7 separate regions of the Mus musculus genome follow, and regions 2, 3, 4, 5, 6 and 7 are each linked to region 1. The links are chromatin contacts, called in public promoter capture Hi-C maps. All regions are on one chromosome and are shown on one strand. Each heading gives the region's core, a stretch centred on a gene start, on an enhancer-like site or on the middle of the called end of the contact. The rest is flanking DNA. Distances are from core to core; before and after follow the strand shown.

Evidence for each region. Promoter capture Hi-C pulls out the DNA fragments that hold promoters and counts their contacts. Capture Hi-C pulls out chosen DNA fragments and counts their contacts.
Region 2: a contact with region 1 is called in a promoter capture Hi-C map of pancreatic islet. The contact joins the promoter of Kcnj11 here to the promoter of Cyth2 in region 1. A contact is called at or near these places in 5 of 39 promoter capture datasets (cranial neural crest, embryonic stem cells, hippocampal neurons and 2 more) and 1 of 9 other capture datasets (pancreatic islet).
Region 3: a promoter capture Hi-C map of pancreatic islet shows a contact between it and region 1. The contact joins the promoter of Abcc8 here to the promoter of Cyth2 in region 1. A contact is called at or near these places in 1 of 39 promoter capture datasets (hippocampal neurons) and 1 of 9 other capture datasets (pancreatic islet).
Region 4: a promoter capture Hi-C map of liver shows a contact between it and region 1. The contact joins the promoter of Dhdh here to the promoter of Cyth2 in region 1. A contact is called at or near these places in 4 of 39 promoter capture datasets (HPC-7-derived erythroid cells, embryonic stem cells, hippocampal neurons and 1 more) and 1 of 9 other capture datasets (liver).
Region 5: a contact with region 1 is called in a promoter capture Hi-C map of adipose tissue. The contact joins the promoter of Hrc here to the promoter of Cyth2 in region 1. A contact is called at or near these places in 3 of 39 promoter capture datasets (liver and pre-B cells), 2 of 115 datasets of contacts at active chromatin or transcription factors (bone marrow-derived macrophages and large pre-B cells) and 1 of 9 other capture datasets (adipose tissue).
Region 6: a promoter capture Hi-C map of pancreatic islet shows a contact between it and region 1. The contact joins the promoter of Nucb1 here to the promoter of Cyth2 in region 1. A contact is called at or near these places in 2 of 484 Hi-C or Micro-C datasets (B cells and CD4 T cells), 5 of 115 datasets of contacts at active chromatin or transcription factors (effector CD8 T cells, embryonic stem cells, extraembryonic endoderm stem cells and 2 more) and 2 of 9 other capture datasets (adipose tissue and pancreatic islet).
Region 7: a contact with region 1 is called in a promoter capture Hi-C map of stem cell-derived epiblast-like cells, with 4 times the contacts expected there. The contact joins the promoter of Kcna7 here to the promoter of Cyth2 in region 1. A contact is called at or near these places in 5 of 39 promoter capture datasets (hippocampal neurons, liver, pre-B cells and 1 more), 1 of 15 datasets of contacts at CTCF or cohesin (the NIH/3T3 cell line), 2 of 484 Hi-C or Micro-C datasets (cardiomyocytes and embryonic stem cells), 2 of 115 datasets of contacts at active chromatin or transcription factors (effector CD8 T cells and memory CD8 T cells) and 2 of 9 other capture datasets (adipose tissue and pancreatic islet).

The regions. Positions count from the first base shown.
Region 1 is chr7:45,812,655-45,815,846 of GRCm38.p6, forward strand. It overlaps Cyth2 (cytohesin 2), which reads right to left and starts at 1,662. Exons shown (of 13, transcript NM_011181.3): 1 at 1,444-1,662; 2 at 355-502; 3 at 193-259. The coding sequence starts at 1,462.
Region 2 is chr7:46,098,966-46,102,370 of GRCm38.p6, forward strand. Kcnj11 (potassium inwardly rectifying channel, subfamily J, member 11) reads right to left here and starts at 1,272. Exons shown (of 1, transcript NM_010602.3): 1 at 1-1,272. The coding sequence starts at 932.
Region 3 is chr7:46,178,426-46,181,557 of GRCm38.p6, forward strand. Abcc8 (ATP-binding cassette, sub-family C (CFTR/MRP), member 8) reads right to left here and starts at 1,608. Exons shown (of 39, transcript NM_011510.3): 1 at 1,377-1,608; 2 at 17-158. The coding sequence starts at 1,524.
Region 4 is chr7:45,486,566-45,490,138 of GRCm38.p6, forward strand. Dhdh (dihydrodiol dehydrogenase (dimeric)) reads right to left here and starts at 2,240. Exons shown (of 7, transcript NM_027903.4): 1 at 2,109-2,240; 2 at 1,495-1,606; 3 at 176-339. The coding sequence starts at 2,198. It also overlaps a transcript of Tulp2 not described here.
Region 5 is chr7:45,333,636-45,336,688 of GRCm38.p6, forward strand. Hrc (histidine rich calcium binding protein) reads left to right here and starts at 1,634. Exons shown (of 6, transcript NM_010473.2): 1 at 1,634-3,053. The coding sequence starts at 1,792. Trpm4 (transient receptor potential cation channel, subfamily M, member 4) reads right to left here and starts at 145. Exons shown (of 25, transcript NM_175130.4): 1 at 52-145. The coding sequence starts at 75.
Region 6 is chr7:45,508,699-45,511,969 of GRCm38.p6, forward strand. It overlaps Nucb1 (nucleobindin 1), which reads right to left and starts at 1,710. Exons shown (of 13, transcript NM_001163662.1): 1 at 1,625-1,710; 2 at 1,008-1,149. The coding sequence starts at 1,139. It also overlaps a transcript of Tulp2 not described here.
Region 7 is chr7:45,404,260-45,407,462 of GRCm38.p6, forward strand. Kcna7 (potassium voltage-gated channel, shaker-related subfamily, member 7) reads left to right here and starts at 1,701. Exons shown (of 2, transcript NM_010596.2): 1 at 1,701-2,756. The coding sequence starts at 2,103.

The DNA.
Region 1 (3,192 bases), core at 412-2,911:
GGGATGCCTAGGCTATGACAGGGTCTTAGGATTCACAGCATTGCAAAGCACAGGGCCAGGCCCTCACTACACAGATAATCATGGAACAGATGTGTAGAGATCCAGAGTCTGCTGTCTAAAGGCTACCTATTGTCTTAACACTTCTAGAACCAGGGATATGAAAACCATGCCAGAGTCATCTTCCCCGCTAACCTTTTTGGGGTCCATGTTGAATTTCTTCCTGCCCATTGCCATCTTCCGGTTCCGCTGCAAGGTCTTACTGCAAAAGCAGGGTGGGGAGCAGCCAAGGGCCGATGCTTGAGCATCCAGGGCCCTGGCTAAGCCCCATGTCCCATGAGTGCCCACAGGCCTCACCTGCCCTCATTGGCCTCCAGACCCTCCACCTCGCTCATAGCTTCACTTAGCTCTTCTCGCAGGCGCTGGATCTCCACCAGCAGCTCCTGCTTGCGCCGCCGGATGTTCTCCAACTCCATGCGCTCCTCTGGAGTCAAGTCTGGGGGCTCTGGGGACCAGGGTCAAGAAATTAGTTCTGGGGGTCAGGACTCCTGCATCCTGAGAAAGGATTTGGGCTGGGGGCCTGGATTCCTGTCCAGAAGAGGAATGGGTACCAGAAGTCTGAGGAGAGGGAGTAAAACTGAGTCCTGAGTTTGTGTCAGAAGTGCCTAGGAATCCCAGCTCATAGGTCTGAGGATGAATTTCTGGGCCAATTACTTGAAAGGCAACCAGTCCCTGGGATTCTGGACCCATCACCACAATTAGAAACTCCTGAGTCTGAATTTTAGATGCTTTATTTGGAAGCCCTGGCTCCTTGGTCCCAACACAGTAGAACAGGATGCTTGGATATTGGAAACATTACTTGGAAGGACACAGGGCCTTGGACTCATGGCTTCATCATCAAAAGGGCTTTGGGGTCCTAGATCTCGGATGCAAATCTTGGAAAGACACCAGGACTCTGGCTTCTGGATCCACCACTGTAGGGATCCTAGCATGAACCTGGGGTGCATTTCTCGTAAGGGGGCCAGATTCTGGCTCCATCATGATGGGAAAGTTGGGGGTCCTGAATCTTGGGTGCATTTCTTGGAAAAGAAACGAGGTTCTGGTTCCGCCATAGCGGACAACGTGGCCTGGATCTGGGGTACACAGTAGAAACAAGCTACGGCAGCAGGACCCTGGGTCAGGGTCGGAAAGGACGGCGTTAAGCCTAGGTCCGCAGGAAGAAAGCCAGGCCGCCGCTCCCGCGGGTGTACGCCCCGCCCCGCTGCGCGCCCCGCCCCGCCCGCCGTCGCCGGAAGCGGGCTCGGCCCAAACAATGGCCCGGGACCCCCGGCTCTCGACCGCGCCGGAAGCCCGTCCCGCGCGCTGAAAGAAGCCTCGCCACTGCCCTGCTGTCCGCGGCGGGGCTCGGGAGCCGCTCCGCCCGCCCGCCCGCCTCGCCCGGCCTACCGTAGACACCGTCCTCCATGGCGGCTAGGAAGGCCCGCGGGGAGTCCGGGGCGGTTCCGCCGGCTGGGCCTGCGTCCGCGTCGGCCCGCGGGCTCGAGTGAGCCCGCTCAAACGCCCCAGGAGCCACCGCCGCCTCCTCAGCGCCCGTCCTCAGCGCCGAAAAGACTCTCCCTTCACGGCCCAACCGCCCGGCCGGTGGGGCCCGCCCCTTGCTTTGACACCACCCAATCTGCTGCGGGTCTCCCAGAATGCTCCGCCCCCTAGCCCCACAGGATCATTTCCAGGACCAATAGGCACACAAGAAGGAGATGCAGGCACGTACAGCTGGCGATAGACTGCTAGCCTGACCAATCGGACTGTGGGTAGTGTGCTCGGTCCCGCCCCCGAAACAAAGGAAAATCCTTGGCAGCTTTATCCTCCAATAAGAAAATTGATAAAGAAGTGACCAGGAGGTGTGGCTTCATGGAGAGGGGAGATTGCGCCTGCGCACAAGCCAGACTAGCGGTACTTAACCCTCCACCCCCCCCCAACAGGCATTCGTTGTTAGGGGGCGGTGCTTTGTTAGTTTTGTTGTCAAGGGCGGGGTCTCAACCTTGGGTTGCAGCTCGAGCCACACCTCCTGGCCCTCCACGCTAGCTTTTGACCGCAGTGGTTGCCAAGCAACTGCGAGCCACACAGGTCGGTCTTTTTGCCTCCTTTCTCAGGGTAATTCTCTGCAGGTCGCTATCTCTGAACCCTTTTCATACCTCTACATGAGACTTTCCTACATACCTCAAATCTCCTCAGAATCAAAGGATGGTAAATAAAAGCATTCTTTCTTCCAAATGTTATGGTATTGGGTACCGTGAATGCGCGGTGACTCTTCCTCCTAAACTCTCCCTCTTAGCTTCCTCTTCCTAAAATCCTGCCTTCCCCAGGCATTCTCCCAAGACACCCCTTTTTCCTCAGAATCTTCTGCCTGGCACTCTGTCAACTCTCCAAGACCCTGTGCTTAAAGTCCTCCTTCCACCCAACCTTTTCAGTTCCCACACTCCTGCCCCCCCCCCTTTTTTTTTTCTTTTCGAGACAGGGTTTCTCTGTCCTGGAATTCACCCTGTAGACCAGGCTGCCCTCGAACTCAGAAGTCCTCCTACTTCTGCCTCCTAAATGCTGGGATTAAAAGGCGTGCGCTACCACTGCTCGGCTCACTGCTCTTCTTAAACTCATTCCTCCACACATTATTCTCCTCTTTACAGGGAAAGCAGTGAGGGGCCTGTGTGATGGGGAACTCCGGCACACTTGTAAATCCCAGGCCCATGATGGGGCTTCCAGGTCTTGTCCTCATTTGTGTCCCTGAGCTGCTCAGGTGGGGGCGGATTCTGGGCCAGGACTTGGGTAAGCCTCTGGATTAGTCACGGAGCCTCCTAATCCCCTCTGTGACCTTTACGACTGGCGTGACCCATGCCTTCTCTTCTGGAGACCCTGGGTACACCAGTTCTACCCAGTTCTCTCTTTTCATTAGAATCCCATGTCCCTGCCTGTTCAGCCCAACCAACTTAGCATCCTTCTCCGCCATGGTCTCCTTTGTTCCCAGTCCCTGCCCTGGACTTGGAGGTGGGAGAGCTGCCAGCTAATTAATCCTGTCCGGTTATTAACTGGGGATTCTGAAGGATAAAGCAAGATGAGAACCAGAGGAGGGCATGGGTGGACTCAGCACTCAGGCAAGCCAGTGCCAGCGATGGTGCTGGCTCCCAGTAGGGAACATGAGTG
Region 2 (3,405 bases), core at 22-2,521, 290 kb after region 1:
CATAGAATCTCGTCAGCTAGGTAGGAGGTGCGGGCCTGGGTGGTGATGCCCGTGGTTTCTACCACGCCTTCCAAGATGACAATGATCTCCAGGTCCTGGTGGTGGTGCAGGTCACTAGGAGCCAGGTCGTAGAGCGGGCTGTTGGAGTCGATGACGTGGTAGATGATGAGTGGGGCCACCAGGAAGATGCCGTTACCACCCACGCCATTCTCCATGGGGATGTCTACCTGGTGGAGAGGCACAACTTCGCCCTCGGGGCTGGTGGTCTTGCGCACCACCTGCATGTGGATGGTGGCGCTAATGATCATGCTCTTTCGGAGGTCCCCTACGCGCAGCATGAAGCACAGGCGGCCATGGCGCAGGGTGATCACAGCATGCTTGCTGAAGATGAGGGTTTCTGCCCGCCGATGGGCCTGGGCCGTTTTCATGAAGATGCAGCCCAGCATGATGGCGTTGATCATCAGCCCGACGATATTCTGCACAATGAGAATGAGGATGGCCAGGGGACATTCCTCTGTCACCATGCGCCCGCCGAAACCAATGGTCACCTGGACCTCGATGGAGAAAAGGAAGGCAGATGAAAAGGAGTGGATGCTTGTGACGCAGGGCACATTGGTGCCCTCTCCGGGGGCCAGGTCACCGTGGGCGAAGGCGATGAGCCACCAGACCATGGCAAAGAGCAGCCAGCTGCACAGGAAGGACATGGTGAAAATGAGCAGAGTGTGTGGCCATTTGAGGTCCACCAGCGTGGTGAACACATCCTGCAGGAAGCGGCCCTGCTCTCGAATGTTCTTGTGGGCGACGTTGCAGTTGCCTTTCTTGGACACGAAGCGGGCCCTCCTCTCTCGAGTACGGTACCTGGGCTCTGCAGGGTCCTCTGCCAGCCGGGTCAGCACATATTCCTCAGGGATAATGCCCTTTCGGGACAGCATGGCTCCGTTGGCCCCGGGAAGGGGTTTCCCCCATGGGGGGAGGCACTACACTGGCTTGGCCTAGGGCCTCTTTGTGGGGTCCCCCTCTCTGAGCCCTCTCCTCAGGTTACCCTAAGCTTGTACCAACCTCTAGGCTGGTATGCCCCTCAGCTGGGTTCTGCTTCTCTTTATACTACTAGCCTCAGATGCCGGCTCCACCTGCTCATTGCTTACTGAGCCCCCAACCCAGCTTGTGCTCTACCCGCTCAGCTCTCCTCCACCGCCCCAGGACCCCCCTCTAACTCCCTTTCCCTGGCCCAGCCTTTCTTCTCAAACCACCTCAGAACTTGTCACCTCCGGGTCTCCCAACTTACCAGCCCTCACTCGACCCCCCCCTCAGCACCCCCCCCCCCGCGCTCTTCTCTGACCTCACCCACTTCTGTCCCCGGTCCCCTCCAAGGACCAGCCTTACTTCTTGACCCAGTCTCCTCTCCAGGTGTGCCCCGGATTTCCCATCCCACCCCTCCCCTGGCTCCCTCGCCGCTCTCCCGTTCCTTCTCTAGCCCTTGTCCTCTAGTCTCCTTGGGATCCGGTGCCCTTCGAGTCACCCCGCAACCGTCTACGCTCTGGATCCCCTCGCCCCCCGCCGCCCAGACCCCAGTGGCTCCGCGTCGCGGCCTCCCTGCTGCCCTGCCGCCCGCCCGCAGCCCCCGCCGCCGCTCCGTTCCCACCCCGCCTGTCGCCGCCGCACCTGCTCGTGCTGCTCAAGCAGCGGCCACCTCCCTGCCCCCTCCCACTCCGGGTTGCTCACTCCCGGCCGGCTTCCCTGGCGTGTGTCTGTGAGCCCGTCCTCAGGCACCGACCCGTGCGCGGTGGGGGTGGGAGGCTGCGGGCGGGGGGCTCCCGAGAGCGAGTGCAGCCTCCGCCGCCAGAGGGCGCCAGATCGGCTCCTGAGAGGTAGAGGTGGGCCTAGACGCAAGCCCCGCCCACAGAGGATTCTCGTCCCGCCCTTGCCTGCTCACTGTCCTCAGCCAGGCCATGGGGCTTCAAACTGAGGATGGCTCTGAAGAAGTTGCTTTTGTGGAATTCTCTTAGGTTGGTTCAGCGGCCCCTATACCCCTGACTTCTATTTTTGCCCGGTCCATAGTTAAGTCTTACCTGCCTCTTACACAGCACTTGATACCCAGGGAAAGAAGGCAGCGAAAGGTTACATCATCAACGCAGGGGCAGGGGTGAGAGAAATATTAGTCTCAGAACTTCTCAACCGACGATTCTTCTTCCCTTTGAGGATTATTTTTGATCCTACATCTATTTATTTACTTATTTGTTTATTTATTTGCTTATTTACCTATTCAAGACAGGATTTCTTATAGCCCAGGATGGCTTCAAACTTGGCATGTAGCAGAGTATGACCTTGAACTTCTGCCTCCACTCCCAGAGTTCTGGGATTGCAAGTGCACCGCAAGGCCCTGGCTACCGTCCCTGAGTTTTAAGAGGGTTTGTTCTGCCAGTGTCTGCTTTGCACCCTGTAGACCTTCAGACTGGTTTCTTCCCTTTAGCCCTGGGTGTGTGTGTGTGTGTGTGTGTGTGTGTGTGTGTGTGTGTGTGTGTGTGTGAGAGAGAGAGAGAGAGAGAGAGAGAGAGAGAGAGAGAGAGAGAGAGAGTTTGGGCCTGAGCAGCTGATTCAGGGCTAGCTTGGGTACAGAGTAGGTGACCCAGGTTTTTGTCAAGAACAGTAGTGATGTTTCCATTGCAGATGCCACCCTGGAGTGGCTCCTGGAGATTGATGGAGCTGTAATGGCTTGCCCTGGGGCTCAGACTCTTGAGACAGACCTCTACCCACTGTGTAGCTTGAGTGAAGGCTTGAGGCTGGAGCTAGGGTAATAGGGGCACTGGGAATGCGGGCCACCATGGGACAGTTTCCTTTTGAGCAGGGGACTTTCAGATGGCATTTTCTTCTTTCCAGATCTGCTGGTAGGTATCGTGGACCCTGCTACAAAGAGCGAGGGAGAGCTGGACTATACTGATAGGGCCGTTTATGCCTGAGGCAGGGAGGATAACACAAGGGTAGGCAGTTTAAGAACACAGCCACACAAGAAATCTCCGAGGCCACTTCAACTTTTAGCCATGAGAAAGGAACCCTTGGAGAGGGGCTCTAGGGACTTTGGACATCTATGCAGAAGTCCCTGTGGGTAAAGGAGCCATGACTAGCAGGTTTGCTTGGCCTGTGCATAGGGTGGAGTAGAGGACAGTCTTTGATTGACATATGCCAGAGTTTGTTCTGATGACAGTAGCCAGAGTTGGCCCACCTGGTGGAGGGACCCAAGTCTGAATTGGTGGACCACTAATTAGATCGTTGTGGAGGGATTTGGGCCAGGATGGCCTTAGGCATTCTTAAACTTCCTTGTACTTCCTCTGCTGCTTCCTTGGGGTGGGAAGAGTCCCCCAGCCCTCTTTGTATCTGCTCCTGGAAGTCCAGAGTGGAAGGAACTGC
Region 3 (3,132 bases), core at 358-2,857, 370 kb after region 1:
CCTGGAGCTCACTTACCCATCAGACAGGATACCCTCAGCGATCTCACACACCAGGACAAAGAGCAGCATGAAGGTAAGGATCCAGCGCAGGTTGTGGCCAGGGAAATGGAGCCAGGTGCTATGGTGAATGTGTACCTTGGAGCTCTGGCTGCCCCATCCTGTGGGGAGAGACGCAGAAGGCAGGACGCCCACCTGGAGGCCCAGCATGGTGATAAGGAGACCATGCAAATCCTCCTTCCCCAGGGATGAGCATATGAACTGGATATCCAGGCACAAAGCCTGAGCCTGCAGGCCGGTCCTAAGCAGGGACCACCACACTGACCTCTTGTGTGACTGTCTACCCATTCTGTTTCGTTTCTGCTAGACATATGGGCATGCACATCATTTACCTCTGTCAGTAACTAGCAGCTTCCTTCTGCAGCAGCTCTTTATTTATTTATTTATTTATTTATTTATTTATTTTTGAGACGGGGTCTTATGTTGCCCACACGAGCCTTGAACTTCCTATGTAACTGAAGATGACCTTAAACTCCCTGATCCTCCTGCCCCCACCTCCCAAGAACCGAGATTTCCAGGATAGCCCGGCTCAGCAACTTTTTACTAATTTAGTTCAATGGCCACCTCGGCCTTCTACCCTAAAGAGTTTTAAAGATTTGCTATTTCTCTTAATTAATGTAAATGAACAGTCAACACTCTTTGAACAGAGCTGATTGGCCTGAGAGATTCAAGGATGTGGAGAGGAAGGGACCAGACTGGGCGCCCAACTTTGTAGACCACTTTCAGGCAAGCGCGCTGGGAGTCGAAGGGGGTTCCTAAATCTGATCTGAGTTGACTCACACTGTCCTGAAGAAGTTACAAGAGAAGAACTGCCTTTGGGGGTGGCGGGATACCGGCACCCAAACTCTATCTCTTTGCAACGTGGAACGGACCCCGGGCCTGGGAAATGCTCTGCCCAAAGTCGGGAAGTTGGGCCACCGGAACAGCTCGCTGACCTCCACCACCAACCTCCCTGGCTGGAGTCTGAGCTCCCTCCCGAGTCTGTGACAGCACGGCCGGGGGGAAAGGATGGCCTGGCTCCCGCCGCAGCGTCACTCAGGGTGAGGCCGATTCCCTCGCGTGCAGAGCCCCATCCCGAGTCAGGCTCTGCGGTAGCAAAACTTGGGGATCCCTAAGGTCGCTAGCGCCCATCGTGTCTGGCGCGAGTTCAAGGATAGGGGAGGGTGCGAGGGGAAAAAAAAAGAGACGCACAGCAGGGGACCCAGGAAGACCAGCAAGCCGGTGGTGCGGGACTGCCGGGGCCGCGCGCCACCCCCACCCCGGCCACTCGTCCTTCCCCCACCCGTCCTCCCGCCCTCCGTCGCTGGGCGCGCGCTCACCGATGAAGAGGATGGGGAATGTGATGAAGAGCAGGAAGACATGTGGCACTACGTTGAGCGCGTCCACGAAGCAGCCGTTGTTGAGGACACCTTGGTCCACCCGGTAGGCGGCCGAGTGGTTCTCGGTGCCGCAGAAGGCCAAGGGCATGGTGGCGCGCGCACGGGCTCTGCTCTGGCTCCGCGCGCCTCCCGCGCCTCTGTTCCTCGCAGCACCCTGGGCTCCCGCACGGCCCGCCCCGCCCCGCCCCGGCCCGCCCCGCCCCCACCTGCCGCTGGGCCCCGCCCTTCCAGCTGCTCTTGTGGGGCGAGGGTGGGGTCTCACCCAATGCGCACGTGCGCTGGGTGCGCAGGCGAGGCGGTGTCTGAGTGGGAGTAGTAACCAAGATGATCCGGGTGAGCCCGGAGTGCGTGGATTTGGGATTCCCGAATGTTGATTCTCTGGAACTAGGCTCAGCTGGATGTAGATCAGAGGGGTCCCCATAGGAACAGAGTGGCACAAGCCCGTACCCGATTCGGTCCAAAGAAACTAAAGAACTTGAACTTAGGAGGGTGCGTGGGAATTTTCAAGTGTCTCTGGCGCGGGGTCGCAGAGTGACCTCACAGCCTGTCCCGATCTTTCCCCTAAAAGATTCAAGGTGTCCTTGCTAGCCAGTGGGAACCTGGCCTGAATCTAGCTCTCTTCCCTTGTGGTGATTAGGGTTTTTGTTTTGTTTTTGTTTGTTTGTTTAAAGATTGGTTTTCTCTCTCTCTCTCTCTCTCTCTCTCTCTCTCTCTCTCTCTCTCTCTGTGTGTGTGTGTGTGTGTGTGTGTGTGTGTGTGTAGGTACCAATAGAGGCCAGAAGAGGAACTTGGATCCCCTGGAGCTGGAATTATTGGTTGAGAGCTGCCTGGCATGGGCGTTACTGGGAACAGAACTTGGTCTCCTCAAGAGAGCCCATGGGAATACTCTTAACCACGGGGACTTCTCCCCAGTGCCTGATAGTTTTTAATTGTCCACTTGCCACAACCTAGAATCAATTAAGAGCCTCAGTTGAGGAATTGCCTAAATCAGGCTGGCCCGTGGGTATGTCTGTGGCTAACTGTCTTGATTATTAATTACTGTGGGAGGACCCAGCCCACTGTGGGCAACACTATTTCATGAACAGGGCCCTGGACTGTGTAAGAGTGGAGAGAGCTAGGTGAGCAGTAGGAGAGCAAGCAAGGACCAGAGAGCAAGTAAGGGAGAACCAGAGAGCAAGCAAGGGAGGACCAGGGAGCAAGCAAGGGAGGACCAGGAAGCAAGCAAGGGAGGACCAGGGAGCAAGCAAGGGAGGACTACAGAGCAAGCAAGGGAGGACCAGAGAGCAAGCAAGGGAGGACCAGAGAGCAAGCAAGGGAGGATCAGAGAGCAAGCAAGGGAGGATCAGAGAGCAAGCAAGGGAGGATCAGAGAGCAAGCAAGGGAGGGTCAGAGAGCAAGCAAGGGAGGACCAGAGAGCAAGCAAGGGAGGACCAGAGAGCAAGCAAGGGAGGATCAGAGACCAAGCTTATCCTTTCTGGTTTTGCCTGTGGATGTGATACTATAAGCACATGCATGTATCCACTCCCACTGCTGTGGACTCTAGCATTCCTTTTTTCTTATATCATCATAATTATCATCTTCCTCCTCCTCCTCCTCCTCCTCCTCCTCCTCCTCCTCCTCCTCTCCCTCCTTTTTCTCCTGCTCCTCATTGATGGAATCTTGCTATGTAGCCCTGAATTCACTGTGTGGCCCACAT
Region 4 (3,573 bases), core at 990-3,489, 330 kb before region 1:
TCCTTCAAGTGGGGAGAAATGAACTTGAGTTTGTGACTAGATGCTGGATTCACCCTGGCCAACACAGATTCTGATCCTTTTGTGTGTGTGTGTGGTGGGGGGGGTTGACTGTGGGCAAACCTGGGCAACCATGTTTAGCACCGTATGGATGTGAGAGCGGCCTCTCCAGGCTTACCTCCATAAGGAAGACGCCTTGAGAACGGGCTTTGGCAACCATCTCCCGAACTTCTGCTGCATTCACGCCCATGGGTTTCTCACAAAGGACAGCCTTGCCTGCTGCCAGGCAGAGGAGTACGGCTGGCTTGTGCTGGGGGTGCTGGGTGGCGATGTAGGCCACCTCTAGGGGAGGAGGGAGGAGAGAGGGATGGTCAGCAGCACGGCCAGCAAGAGGGCCTGGCCGCCAACGTTCAGAGGCAAGGCTGTGAATACAGTTCTAGGGTTCTCATTGAGGGGAGACTACCAAGCTTTTGTGTAGTGACAATTTGGAAATTTTGGTTTCTTTAAAAAAAAAACAGAAACATAAGAATATGTTTTCGTTTCAGTCCCAGCTGTGGGATATGGACTGTCCACAGCAGCTGACTATGATTTGCCTTGTGCCCTAGCAGAGGTGTGGTTTGGCCAGCTGCAGAGAGTTTCTGCGATTGTGTGACTTTTGGAATTCTGGCGACTTTTCAGAGGTCTATAAATGCTAGAGTCCCAGAGGTGGATTGTTGGTCAGGGCTTGTGAAGGAGTTATGTACAAAGAAGAAACAAGGAGAAATTAGATATTCTGACAGGGAAGATCAAACTTGCCCATAATCAGCAGTCTCCGATTAACATCCCCCCAAACTCCCTTTCTGACCCCTGGCTTTACTCAGGGGTCTCCTTTCTTCCCTCTCTTTTCTTCTTATGTAGTGTTAGGGGGTTGAAAGGGTGGAAGAACCCACAAAGTAGCAAAAGACAGTTACACTTTTGGGAGGCTGAGGCAGGAGGACAGCCAATTGGAGGCTATGTGTGAGGTCTATCTCAAAAGCCCAAGTGGCCAAGCATGCTTGCCTACACCTTTAATCCCAGTGCTTACAAACTGGAAGCCAAGGCAGGTGGATCTCTGAGAATCTGAAGCCAGCCTGGTCTACATAATAAAGTTTCAGGCCAGCCAGGGCTATACAGTGAGTGAGACCGTCTCTCAAAATAAAATAAAAGTGTGGGATTCAGCTCGGCGGAGCTTTTGCCTAATGTGTGAGAGGCCTTGGGTTCCATATCCAGTATCGCAAAATAAACAAGTAAATAAATTCTTACCAGATTTTCTAGCCTTGGGAGAAACTTAAAACTTAGCCTTGGCTAAGCACAGATTAATATTGTTCAGCCAGTCTCGGGTCACGTGTAAGCCTATTAACTGTCTCCTAACCAGGCCGAGCCTGAGCCTTTCCAAAGACCACCCCTGCAGCCCAGTGCATCTGTAGGCAAGAAGCAGTGCCTAGCTCTGCCCCCACCTCCCTGGTCCAGGCCACTCACCCACGTTTGGGTCCTTGGCCAGTTCCTCATAAGAGCCATAGGCCTTGGGGATGTTGAATTTCTGTGCGAACTCCTCGGCCCGGTTCAGGTCCCTCGCAGCTACCGCTACCACCTAGCGTGGGATTCAAAGGGTTGAGATGTGGAAGACAAAGTAGACGAGCTATGGAGGAGGCTGCAGTGGGGAGCATCTAGCCTCCTCCAAGATGGCTAGGGAAGGTATTACTGGTGGGGAGGGGAAGCAGATTGGGGGGGGGGGCAGACTTAGGCTGTGCTTGGTACATGGCAAGACTGAATAGAGAGGAAAGGGGAGTCTGTAAGCAAGCCCAGGATCCTCCCCGACTGCCCCATGGCTTCGCCTCCCAGCAGCTGATACCTACCCCCTGCAAACCGCGAGCCCCTCAGACTGGGGCGCATAGGAGGTGTGAGCTGAAAACAAATCTCTTATGGCCTTGGGGACCAGAAGGGTCCCCTTCTCTTCTCAGAGTCACTGCCTTAGACCTAGGGACTCTCCTCCCTCACACTCGGGGCTCCCTCGTTCCTCGGACTAGGGACTCTTTCTTAGACCCTCGGCTCCACTCCTCCCTCGGACCCAGTGTCTTCCAAGGGACGTGCACCTGGTGCTCCGAGGAAGGCAGTGAGCTCAGCACGGTGGTAAAGTCGTTGGCAATTAAGCCAGCCGACACGATGCCCCAGCGCAGCGCCATTTTGCACGTCTTCTGCCTGCGGGGGCCGGAGGCGGGGCCAACGCCACCCCGCGCTGCAAGCCGCCCGCTTCCCTTTGACCCTCAGGACACGACCTCAGGACGTGAAACCGCAATCTCTCCACCCGTCTCCTCCTTCCCCTCCTCCCTGCGCCCGCCCTTCTCCCTCCCTCCTTCTCCTTCTCCTTCTTCTCAGTGCCTAACTCTTGCCCAAGCTGGCCTGCAATTCACAATATATATATATAGCCAAGGCTGCTTGCTGACCATAAACTCAAGGCAATCCTCCTGCCTCAGCTCCTTGAGTGCAGCAATACAGGCATACACCACCGTGCCTGTCTTTCAAGTTGCCTTTTTACTTTTTATTTTGAGATGGGGATTTGCTATTGTTATCAATTAGTCTGTGGGGCCCGGGCGTGGTGGCGCACGCCTTTGATCCCAGCACTCTGGAGGCAGAAGCCGGCGAATTTCTGAGTTCGAGGCCAGCCTGGTCTACAGAGTGAGTTCCAGGACTGCCAGGGCTACACAGAGAAACCCTATCTCGAAAAAAAAGCCAATAAAATAAAATAAAATAAAATAGTCTGTGGTCTCAAGAAAATGACCACAGGATCCAAAGTATTTCTGACAAAGCAAACGTTTTACTTCTGGAGAGGACCCAAGTTCTGTCCACTTGGCAGCTCGAAACCATCTTCCAGGATATCCAGTGCCGCCTTCTGTCCTCTGAGGGCACCAGGCATGCACATGGTGGGCATGCATGCATACAGACAAAACTCTTCAACGCATAAAATAAATTAGGAAGGAAGGAAGGAAGAAAAAGAAAATATGGAGGAGGAGGATTCCTTGGAACCAGAGTTGCAGGTGGCTGTGAGCCGTTCATTATATAGATGCTGGGAAGAACAGTAGATGCTCTTAACCTGAGCCCTCTCTCCACCCCCCAGATTATGTCTTTACAAGTCTCTTTAATGATGGAACTTGATTTATCTCACTTGCCGTCGAGAGGGGAAAGAATGTGCACCTTACTGATAATAGCTCCTCTTCACTTACAGCCCAGTTTCATTCTCTCTCGTCTGATCCACTGAACACTGACTGACTGTGCCCAGGTGTTCACAAGTCTCCTATTTAGTAAGGCATAGGAGGCTAATCAGTTATTGTGCTTAACTGATTGAACTAAGTGGCGGCGAGGCAACAGGGACTTTCAGCACTGGAGCGAGGGAAGCCAGGGCTGAGGTCACCTTCTCCTCCCATCTTCACGTAAGCCTTTGCCAGGAAAGACCGTTCCCTGTCACAGGCGCCACAGGTACACGTGCTTAAGATAGCAATCCTCCTGCCTCAGCTTCCCAAGCAGCTCGTACGGACAGGCCTGGATCACAGGCCTCAGAGC
Region 5 (3,053 bases), core at 384-2,883, 480 kb before region 1:
CTGGCTCCGCCTCTGGACCCCACTCACTCCCAGCCCCACGCTGTGCGATACCTGCTCCTTCTCCGGCCCCACCATGCTGCTGCCGCAGCCCCTGAGGCTCCGTGTATTTCCTCCAGCCGCCGACCCGCCCGACCAAACCGGATCCGCAACTTCGCAGCCCAGCCCGGGGCGGGGAGTCCCGGGACACGTCACGGGAGGCGGGGAGAGGGCGGCTGCGGAGGAGGGACAAACTCTGCTGCCAAACCAGTGATGGGGTCGGTTTGGGGGACAAGAAAGACCGAGAGTTGGAAGGCAGAGCAAGCGGAGGAACGAAGGAAGCAGAGTGGGGCACACGATAGATGTCAGCCATGGGACAAACATAGATTCGGAGAGACAGAGACTGAGAGAAAGACCCAGAGAGAGAGAGACAGAAACTAAGAGAGGGACCCAGAGAAAGAAAAGGGGGCAGAGACCCAGAGAGAGAGAGAGAGAGAGAGAGAGAGAGAGAGAGAGAGAGAGAGAGAGAGAGAATATGAAGACAGCAATACAGAAAAAGAATGAGATATCCAGAGATAGTTAGAGACAGATAGAAATACAAAGTGATAGAGCAACAGAGTCCCAGATTCAGAGAGGAGAGACAGAGAGAACAGAGACACAGAGAGAACTAGAGAGAGAGACACACACACAGAGACAGAGATACAGGGAGAAAGAGAGAGACAGAGAGAGAGAAAACACACACACACAGAGGAGAGACAGAGACAAACACAGACACACACACAGAGACAGACAGACACACAGAGAGACAGGCACACACACACAGAGACAGACAGACACACACAGAGAAACAGACAGACAGACACACACACACAGAAAGAGAGAGAGAGAAGAATCAAAGAGAAGGATCAGGGAAGACACAGTAGGAGAGGAGAGGTTAGAATCCTGAGAAGAAACACGGAAGCTCAGAACAGTGACTATAATGGGGGGGGGGGGGTTGACTCATAAAGGACAAAAACTCAAAGACGGTGGATATACTGACAAGTGTGGGGTGGGTGACACTGACCAGCAGAGAAGGCAGTGACACCTGTTTGCAGCCAAGTCCCTTTGGTGGGGACAGCTGAGGCCTAGTAACCTGAGCCCCCAGCACCTCCCCCCTGTTGTATTTATAGCACTGGTCTGGTCCCCTGTCCCCAGATCTGAGTTCCAGTGAGAGGAGGTCATGGGGTGTTGGGCACAGTATTCCTTCACTGTCTTCCACAGCTTCTGCAGGACACCACTGTCACACCGAATGTCCCATTCTGCCTGCACGCTTCCCAGTGTTTACCTTGCAGGGGGCCCTCTGCTCCTGCATCCTCCTCTCCCAGAGCCCCAGGCTTTCCCAGCAAGACACTCTAAACGTTCAGCCTTTGTGCTAAAAATGCCAAACTTGAGCTTGTCACGTCCCTGCCTCCCCCCCCCCGCCCCCGCCATGAAGACCCCTCCACCACCCAGTCCTGAGCCAGAGGAACAGGAGGGGAGGGGCAGGCAGGGAGTGACCAGAATAACTTAGGCTCTGGATAAATTTAGCAGCAAGAAGGGGAGGGGACAGACCCCATTGGTCCAGCAGTGGGAAGGGAGGTCCTGGAACCAGGGTCACAGCTGCAAAGGGGACATCCTCAGAGGGTCATCCAAGACCTGAGGAAGATAGAGAGGCAGAGAGTGGGAGCTATACCACGACAAAAGGGACAATCTGAAAGTCAAAGCCAAAAAGGCACAAGGACCCATCAGAGGCAGCTGAAGCCAGCCTGGTCAGACGCTCAGCTGCTAAACGTCCCCATGGGCTTCCAGGGGCCATGGTTGCACACTTGTCTCCTTTGGGCCACAGTGGCCATCCTGCTGGTCCCTCCAGTGGTGACCCAGGAGTTGAGAGGGGCCGGTCTGGGCCTGGGCAACTGGAACAACAATGCAGGCATCCCTGGGTCCTCAGAGGACCTATCAACTGAGTTTGGTCACCACATCCACCGGGGATATCAAGGTGAGAAGGACAGAGGCCACAGAGAAGAGGGTGAAGACTTCTCCAGGGAATATGGCCACAGGGTCCAAGACCACAGGTACCCTGGCCGCGAGGTTGGAGAGGAGAATGTCTCTGAAGAGGTCTTCAGAGGGCATGTTAGACAGCTCCACGGGCACCGGGAACATGACAATGAAGATTTAGGAGACTCGGCAGAGAACCACCTCCCCAGACAGAGGAGCCACAGCCACGAAGATGAGGATGGCATTGTCTCCAGTGAGTATCACCGTCACGTCCCCAGGCATGCCCACCATGGCCACGGAGAGGAAGATGATGACGATGATGGAGGAGAGGAGGAGGAGAGGGTGGATGTGATGGAGGACTCTGATGATAATGAACACCAGGTCCATGGTCACCAGAGCCACTCAAAGGAGAGAGATGAACTCCATCATGCCCACAGCCACAGGCACCAAGGCCACAGTGATGATGACGATGACGATGGTGTCTCTACTGAGCATGGACACCAAGCTCACAGATATCAGGATCATGAGGAGGAAGACGATGGGGACTCAGATGAAGACAGTCACACCCACAGAGTTCAAGGCCGAGAAGATGAAAATGATGATGAAGACGGTGACTCTGGTGAATACAGACACCATACCCAGGACCACCAAGGCCACAACGAAGAGCAAGATGACGATGATGATGATGATGATGATGATGAAGATAAAGAAGACTCCACTGAGCACCGGCACCAGACCCAAGGCCACAGGAAGGAAGAAGATGAGGATGAGTCAGATGAAGATGATCATCATGTCTCCAGGCATGGACGCCAAGGCTATGAAGAAGAAGAAGATGATGATGATGATGATGGAGATGATGACTCTACTGAGCATGTGCATCAAGCCCACAGACACAGAGACCATGAGCACAAAGATGATGAGGATGACTCAGAAGAAGACTACCATCATGTCCCCAGCCATGGCCGCCAAAGCCACCAAAATGAGGAAGAGGAAGATGAGGCTGTATCCACTGAACACTGGCACCAGTCTCCTAGACATGCTCACCATGATCTTGGACGTGAGAG
Region 6 (3,271 bases), core at 460-2,959, 300 kb before region 1:
GGGATAGGGGGTGTGGCCATCTTCTTAATGAGATAAGGTACTTCCAGGCCAGAAGCCCCTCCCTAGGGGTAGCTGATGGCTGCTCTCCATTGCTGAAACTGCCACTTTTTCAGATATCTCATTTCAAAAGCATAAGGCTTCCTTCCCTCCCTTTCTCTGAGTATCACCCCAAATCGTACGCATGCTTATCCCAACCCCCAGGACGCTCTCAATTCCGCAGAACCCCATCTGGATACATAGCTGCTTAACGACCCATAGTGCTCAACGTCTCTACTTTTCCCATGTCTCAAACAGCCTGGTTTTCTCTTCCATCTCCCTCCTGGAACCTGCAAAAACTTACAACTTGTCTGCTCTATTATTTTCCTCTGATACAATGGTTTTCAGGCTTCAAGATTTCACAGAGTTGAGTACTAACGCCTGGCAGGAGGCCTCGCTACACAGGAGCTGGGAACAACCTGTCTCAGGAGGTAACAACAGCTTGTATTGCTAGGGAGAGCTACAGGAAGAACCAGGCCATAAATCAGGGACCTGGAGTTTGAAAGTTTGGACTCTCTGGGAGCAAAGATTTCACAGAGCTCAATAATACTGGCATGAGTAAACCAGCAGTTCCCGTGTCCTTTTCCCACTTAAACTACACTGCTCGTGAGCTCCGTGAAGCAAGAATGCCCTGCTAGGTGGTAGCATCCAGCTGCTGACGGTGCTACTGGGAAATGTGGTTTTCAGGTTTTCTTCATTCCTTGTTAAAGAGGGTCTTAACGATCAGAGGGGAAAGTTTAGATGAGGGTGTGACACAGGTTTTCATTTGGGATCTGTCTTGATTTCCACATCTCAAAGGTCACTGCCCCCAGGTCTGCTTGCAAGTCTCACACACTCACTATGGCAAAGGAAGGCGGGTAAACGACACGCCTCAGCGTATCAAACAGGGGATCCCTTGGAGTTTTCTCCAGGGCCCTGGGGATGGCAAGCACCACTGCAAAGACGCCAGCGACCAGGGCAGGGCTACTCACCGGGGTCTCAGTGGCCTGGCTGTCCTCCTGAGGAGGTGCTGCGCGGTCCACGGGCACTGCCAGCACAGCAGACAGCATCAGTAGAGGTGGTAGGAGAAGAAAAGGGGCCCCGCGGGGCACCGAGGTAGGCATCGTGGCTGGTCTGTGAGGAGAGATGGAGAATGAGGTTTTTTTCTTGTTTTGCTACGGTTTTCTGAGCTGTGTATTAAGTAGCCTAAGTTGGCCTTGAATTCCTGACCCTCCTGACTCTCCCTTCCAAGCGCTGGAATTACAGGCGTGTAGTACTATCCCTGGCTAAGGATGTCCCAACCCCGTATCCGGTTGGGGAAGCGAGTGTGCACGCCACCCGATTTGCAAAAATGAAGACTCCAAGCGTTTAGTCACCTGGAACCCAGGATGCCAGGCCTCTAACAACCCCGGACGCCAGGCCTCCAGCCTCCCTTTCCTGGAGCGCAATCCGCAGACCCTCATTCCGGCTCCCTGAGTAGGGGAATCCTCCCCCGAACCGTGATTCCAGGCCCCTAACCTCCCCTTCTGCCGGGACCGCCGAGGCCTGACACTGGACAAGTATCACGCGCTCCAGCCCCTCTTGCCCACGGCTTCTGAACCCCCCTCACCTCTCCAGTGCTGAGGGCGTTTTTTAAGGCCAGCAACCTCCGCCAGGTTTCTGGCGATTTCTCTCCTAAGTCACGCCCACTTTTCCACCCGCAGAGAGCCCGCCCCCAGAATACTGATTGGTCCACGCTGACTCTGAGCTTCCGCCCGCGTTAACGGCCCCGCCCCTTTCCGATGAGGTTTCCTTATCTTTGAAAATCTTTCCGGTTTTCTTGGACGCTCACAGTCTTCAACGCAACATTTCCTGCGTCCGTTTTCAAGTAAAACTCAAAGCCCTGCATGCCCAGGGATTGGGGGAGGGGGTGAGACAGGACAACTTTTGCGGACATCTTGCCGCGGTGTCTCTTGGGAGTTGTAGTTTTCTCGTTTAATTTCGCTCCACAAGTTCCTGCAAGTGTTAGGAAACTACATAGCATATGATCATTATTTTTTAAACAGAGTCTCACTGCATATCCCTAGATGGAGCTCTGTGTAAACCAGGATGGCCTAGAGGTCACAGAGATCCTTGTGCTGAGAATAAAAGTAGGTAATACACACAAATGAAAGTGAAGAAGCTGCGAATACCTGATTCTGTCTCCTAGTTTTCCACTTGCAATCATATACTTAGGTACCTTTAAAAAAAAAAATCTTTGAAGGTAACTTTTTTGTTTGTTTGTTTTTCTTTTTTTTAAGTTAAAAAAAAAAAGATTTATTTATATGTGAGTACACTGTCTTCAGACACACCAGAAGAGGGCAACTAATCCCATTACAAATGGTTGTGAGCCATCATGTGGTTGCTGGGAATTGAACTCAGGTCCTCTGGAGGAGCAGTCACAGCTCTTAACCGCTGAGCCATCTCATCAGTCCTGAGGGTAATTTAAAAAAAAAAAAAAAAGATTTATTTGCTTATTTTACATATACAAGTACACTATAGCTGTCTTCAGACACATCAGAAGAGAGCATCAGATCCCATTACAGGCAGTCGTGGCCACTATGTGGTTGCTGGAAATTGAACTCAGGACTGCTAGTAGAGCAATGAGTGCTCTTAACCACTGAGCCATCTCACCAGCCCCTACTTTGGTATCTTTTGACTCCATGGAAAAGATATCTGTCTTAGTCACGCAGCCTCTTTGTGATTTCAGAAAACACTTCCCAGAAGATGTCACCTCAATGGTGCTGGTCTCTTCTTAATCACAGATAACTTTTTAGCTCCAGCTAACAAGCATCAATAGTCCCAGTAATGCAAAGTTTTCGCTTTAGTAGTTCTGGTATCTTGTTAATCACAGCTGATTCTTCAGCCCCAGCTAACCAGAACCACAGAAGCTTCACAATCAAAATAGCAGTGGCCCTGATAAGAGTCTTTAATTTTCCCTCTGAAATTTCACAAGCCAGGCCTCCATCTTCTGCACTATTCTCAACATTATCTTCCAAGCTCCTACACAACATCTCACAGAGCTCTTAACACTGAATGGATCTTCTGGCCCAAAGTTCCAAAGTCCTTCCACAGTCTTTTCCAAAACATGGTCAGGTTGTCACAGGAATACCCCACTCCTGGTACCAATTTGTCTTAGTCAGAGTTTCTATTCCTGGACAAAACATCATGACCAAGAAGCAAGTTGGGGAGGAAAGGGTTTATTCAGCTTACACTTTCCACATTGCTGTTGATCACC
Region 7 (3,203 bases), core at 451-2,950, 410 kb before region 1:
AGAGTACTCATATGCAAAAAATAAATAAAATCTTTAAAAAAAAATCATCAGCCAGGCGGTGGTGGTGCACACCTTTAATCCCAGCACTCCAGAGGCAGAGGCAGGTAGATTTCTGAGTTCGAGGCCAGCCTGGTCTACAAAGTGAGCTCCAGGACAGCCAGGGCTATACAAAGAAACCTTGTCTAAAAAAAAAAAAAAAAAAAAGAAAGAAAGAAAAAAGAAAGAAAGAAAAAGAAAAAAAGAAAAAAAATCATCCTAGGCAACTTAGCAAGACTTTGTCTCAAGATAAAAATGAAGGAAAATGGTCTGGAGAAGTATCTGGACAATAGGGCACTCCTCTAGTCAGGTAGTCACTGAACGTCTTTCTATCACCTTCCACGTTATTATTTGAAGACTGGCTGGCCATTAAATCCAGGGATCATCCTGTCTGGGTCTCCATGACCAGACTTTTTTTTTTTAAAAGATTTATTTATGTATTATATGTAAGTACACTCCAGAAGAGGGAGTCAGATCTTGTTACGGATGGTTGTGAGCCACCATGTGGTTGCTGGGATTTGAACTCCGGACCTTCGGAAGAGCAGTCGGGTGCTCTTACCCACTGAGCCATCTCACCAGCCCATGACCAGACTTTTTAAAGACACGATCTCACCAGACTGGCCTACACAGAGAAACTCTTTGTCGAAAAAATAAAAAACAACAAAACGACAAGATCCCACCATGTAGCCCTGACTGGCCTGGAAATTTATGGGCAGACCAGGCTGGCCTCAAATCCACAGGTTGGCTTGCCTCTGCTTCCAGAGTATTGGGATTAAAGGCGTGTGACACTACCCATGTTCTCACAACTTACTTAGGGCGATGGGGGGCGGGGGGAGGGCAGAGGCAGGAGGATCTCAGAAGTCCCCAAAAGAAAGCTGGGAAGGGAAAGGCCAGGTTTAGCTGGGAGACCTCTTGGTGCAGGTCTCCATCCGGCCGGCAGAGGGCGCGCGAGATCCCTTTCCCCGAAAGTGACTATAACACCCTACCCCATAAGAAGGGACTATTTTTTACTTAGTGTCATTAGACACCGGTGGCTGGAAGGCCATCTTCTGTCTGTCCTTCGGCTCCCGACAGTGACCCTACGCATCTTCCAGGCCGACTCTAGACCCTTCCAGGCAAGTCCCGCCTCCTTTGGCGCCATTCTTGGCTTCAGCCCAGGTTTTATTAATCTCAAAACACCTACATAAAGTCTAAATTCAAACTCCGGGACTCTCAGTGGCCAAGGATCCGGCGCACATGGGCAACAGTTTACAGTTGCAAAAGAGGCTCCAAGAACTCCTCAAGCACCAGGGCCGCTGCGGAGCTCCTTAGGCATGGTAATTAGAGACACAAAGGAATAAACACGTGAGGCCAGACACACAAAACGATGTTCATTCATTGAAAGGTACTAGGAGAGAAAGAAAGCCAGCAACAAATCCAGATGTGGTGGTACACATCTGTCATCCCAGCAATCGGGAGGCAGAAGCAAGAGTACTGCAATACTGAGCCAGTCTGACATACATACCCAAACCCAGTGTCTGGAAAAAAATAATAAAAGGCAGAGAGATACAGAGGCTCCCAGCAGAGAGCAAGATGTGGACAACTGGTTAAGGGGATACACCCCCCACCCTCCAGGAGGATGGACAAGAGACAGAAAGACTGGAAATGGAAAAGGGAAACTGATGCTGCAGATAGTCTCGGGTGGCTCATGACTGTCACCCGGGCAATCCGAAGGATGAGGCAGAGGATTGCCACAAGTTCGCGGTCAGCTTAAATGACAGGCTGAGGAGACTGTCTAAATAACAAACAAACAAATAAATAGCCATGATGCCATACGCCTGCAATCCCAGCATTTGGGAGGTGGAGGCAGGAGGATCATAAATTCAAGGTCAGTTCAGCTACATAAGACCTCGGGTCATGAATCCAAAAGCCAAACAAATAAAATAGATGACTACAAGGGAAAGCTCAAGAGATCCACGGAAAAGCGCCGGGTGGCAGTGTTTCCACAGGTGTGGGAACGGCAGAGGGCGCCCCTAGCCCCGCGGGGGTAACACCGCCCCCTCCCCCGCGCCCTGGCCGGACTTTCCATGCTATTTTTACCCGCCGACACCGGACACCCGACTGGGGTGGCTGCGGCGTCGGGGCCACACGTCCGTTCACCGGTCGCCCGGGCTGTGCGCGCCATGGAGCCACGGTGCCCGCCGCCCTGCGGCTGCTGCGAGCGGCTGGTGCTCAACGTGGCCGGGTTGCGCTTCGAGACCCGCGCGCGCACGCTCGGCCGCTTCCCGGACACGCTGCTGGGGGACCCGGTGCGCCGCAGCCGCTTCTACGACGGCGCGCGCCGCGAGTATTTCTTCGACCGACACCGGCCCAGCTTCGATGCGGTGCTCTACTACTACCAGTCGGGCGGCCGGCTGAGACGGCCGGCGCACGTGCCCCTCGACGTCTTCCTGGAGGAGGTGTCCTTCTACGGGCTGGGCGCGGCGGCGCTGGCGCGGCTGCGGGAGGACGAGGGCTGCGCGGTGCCGCCCGAGCGGCCGCTGCCCCGCCGCGCCTTTGCGCGTCAGCTCTGGCTGCTCTTCGAATTTCCTGAGAGCTCGCAGGCTGCGCGCGTGCTCGCCGTGGTCTCCGTACTCGTCATCCTGGTCTCCATCGTGGTCTTTTGCCTCGAGACACTGCCAGACTTCCGCGACGACCGCGATGACCCGGGGCTCGCGCCCGTAGCCGCTGCTACTGGCCCGGTGAGGGGCGGGGATTTGGGGAGGTCCAGGGCGGGGCCTGGGAAGACCTGGCCAGTCAGAAGGTGTGGCAAGGGGCAGGAGGATGGAAGCCCTTTAAAAACAAAAACAAAAACAAAAACAAAACAAAAAAAAAAAAAAAACAAAGATGTAAGCTGGGTATGGTTCTTCATACGAGAATCCTAGCAAGGAGACAGAACGATTGCCACGGGTTGAAAGCCAGTGTGGGTTACTGTATGAGAGAGTCTGCCTGGAAACAGACAGTGAGTGAGGATCTCCCTCAGAGGTAGACAACCTGCCCAGAGTTTCCTGGTGAGGGACTGGTGCCGGGCTCAGTGGTAGACCATCTGCATTGCACTGCACAAAGTGACTTGGGGGTTATGTGGCGCAGTGGTAGAACTCCCCTACCACCCTACATTGAGGGACCTGGAGAGATGGCTAAGCGATAAA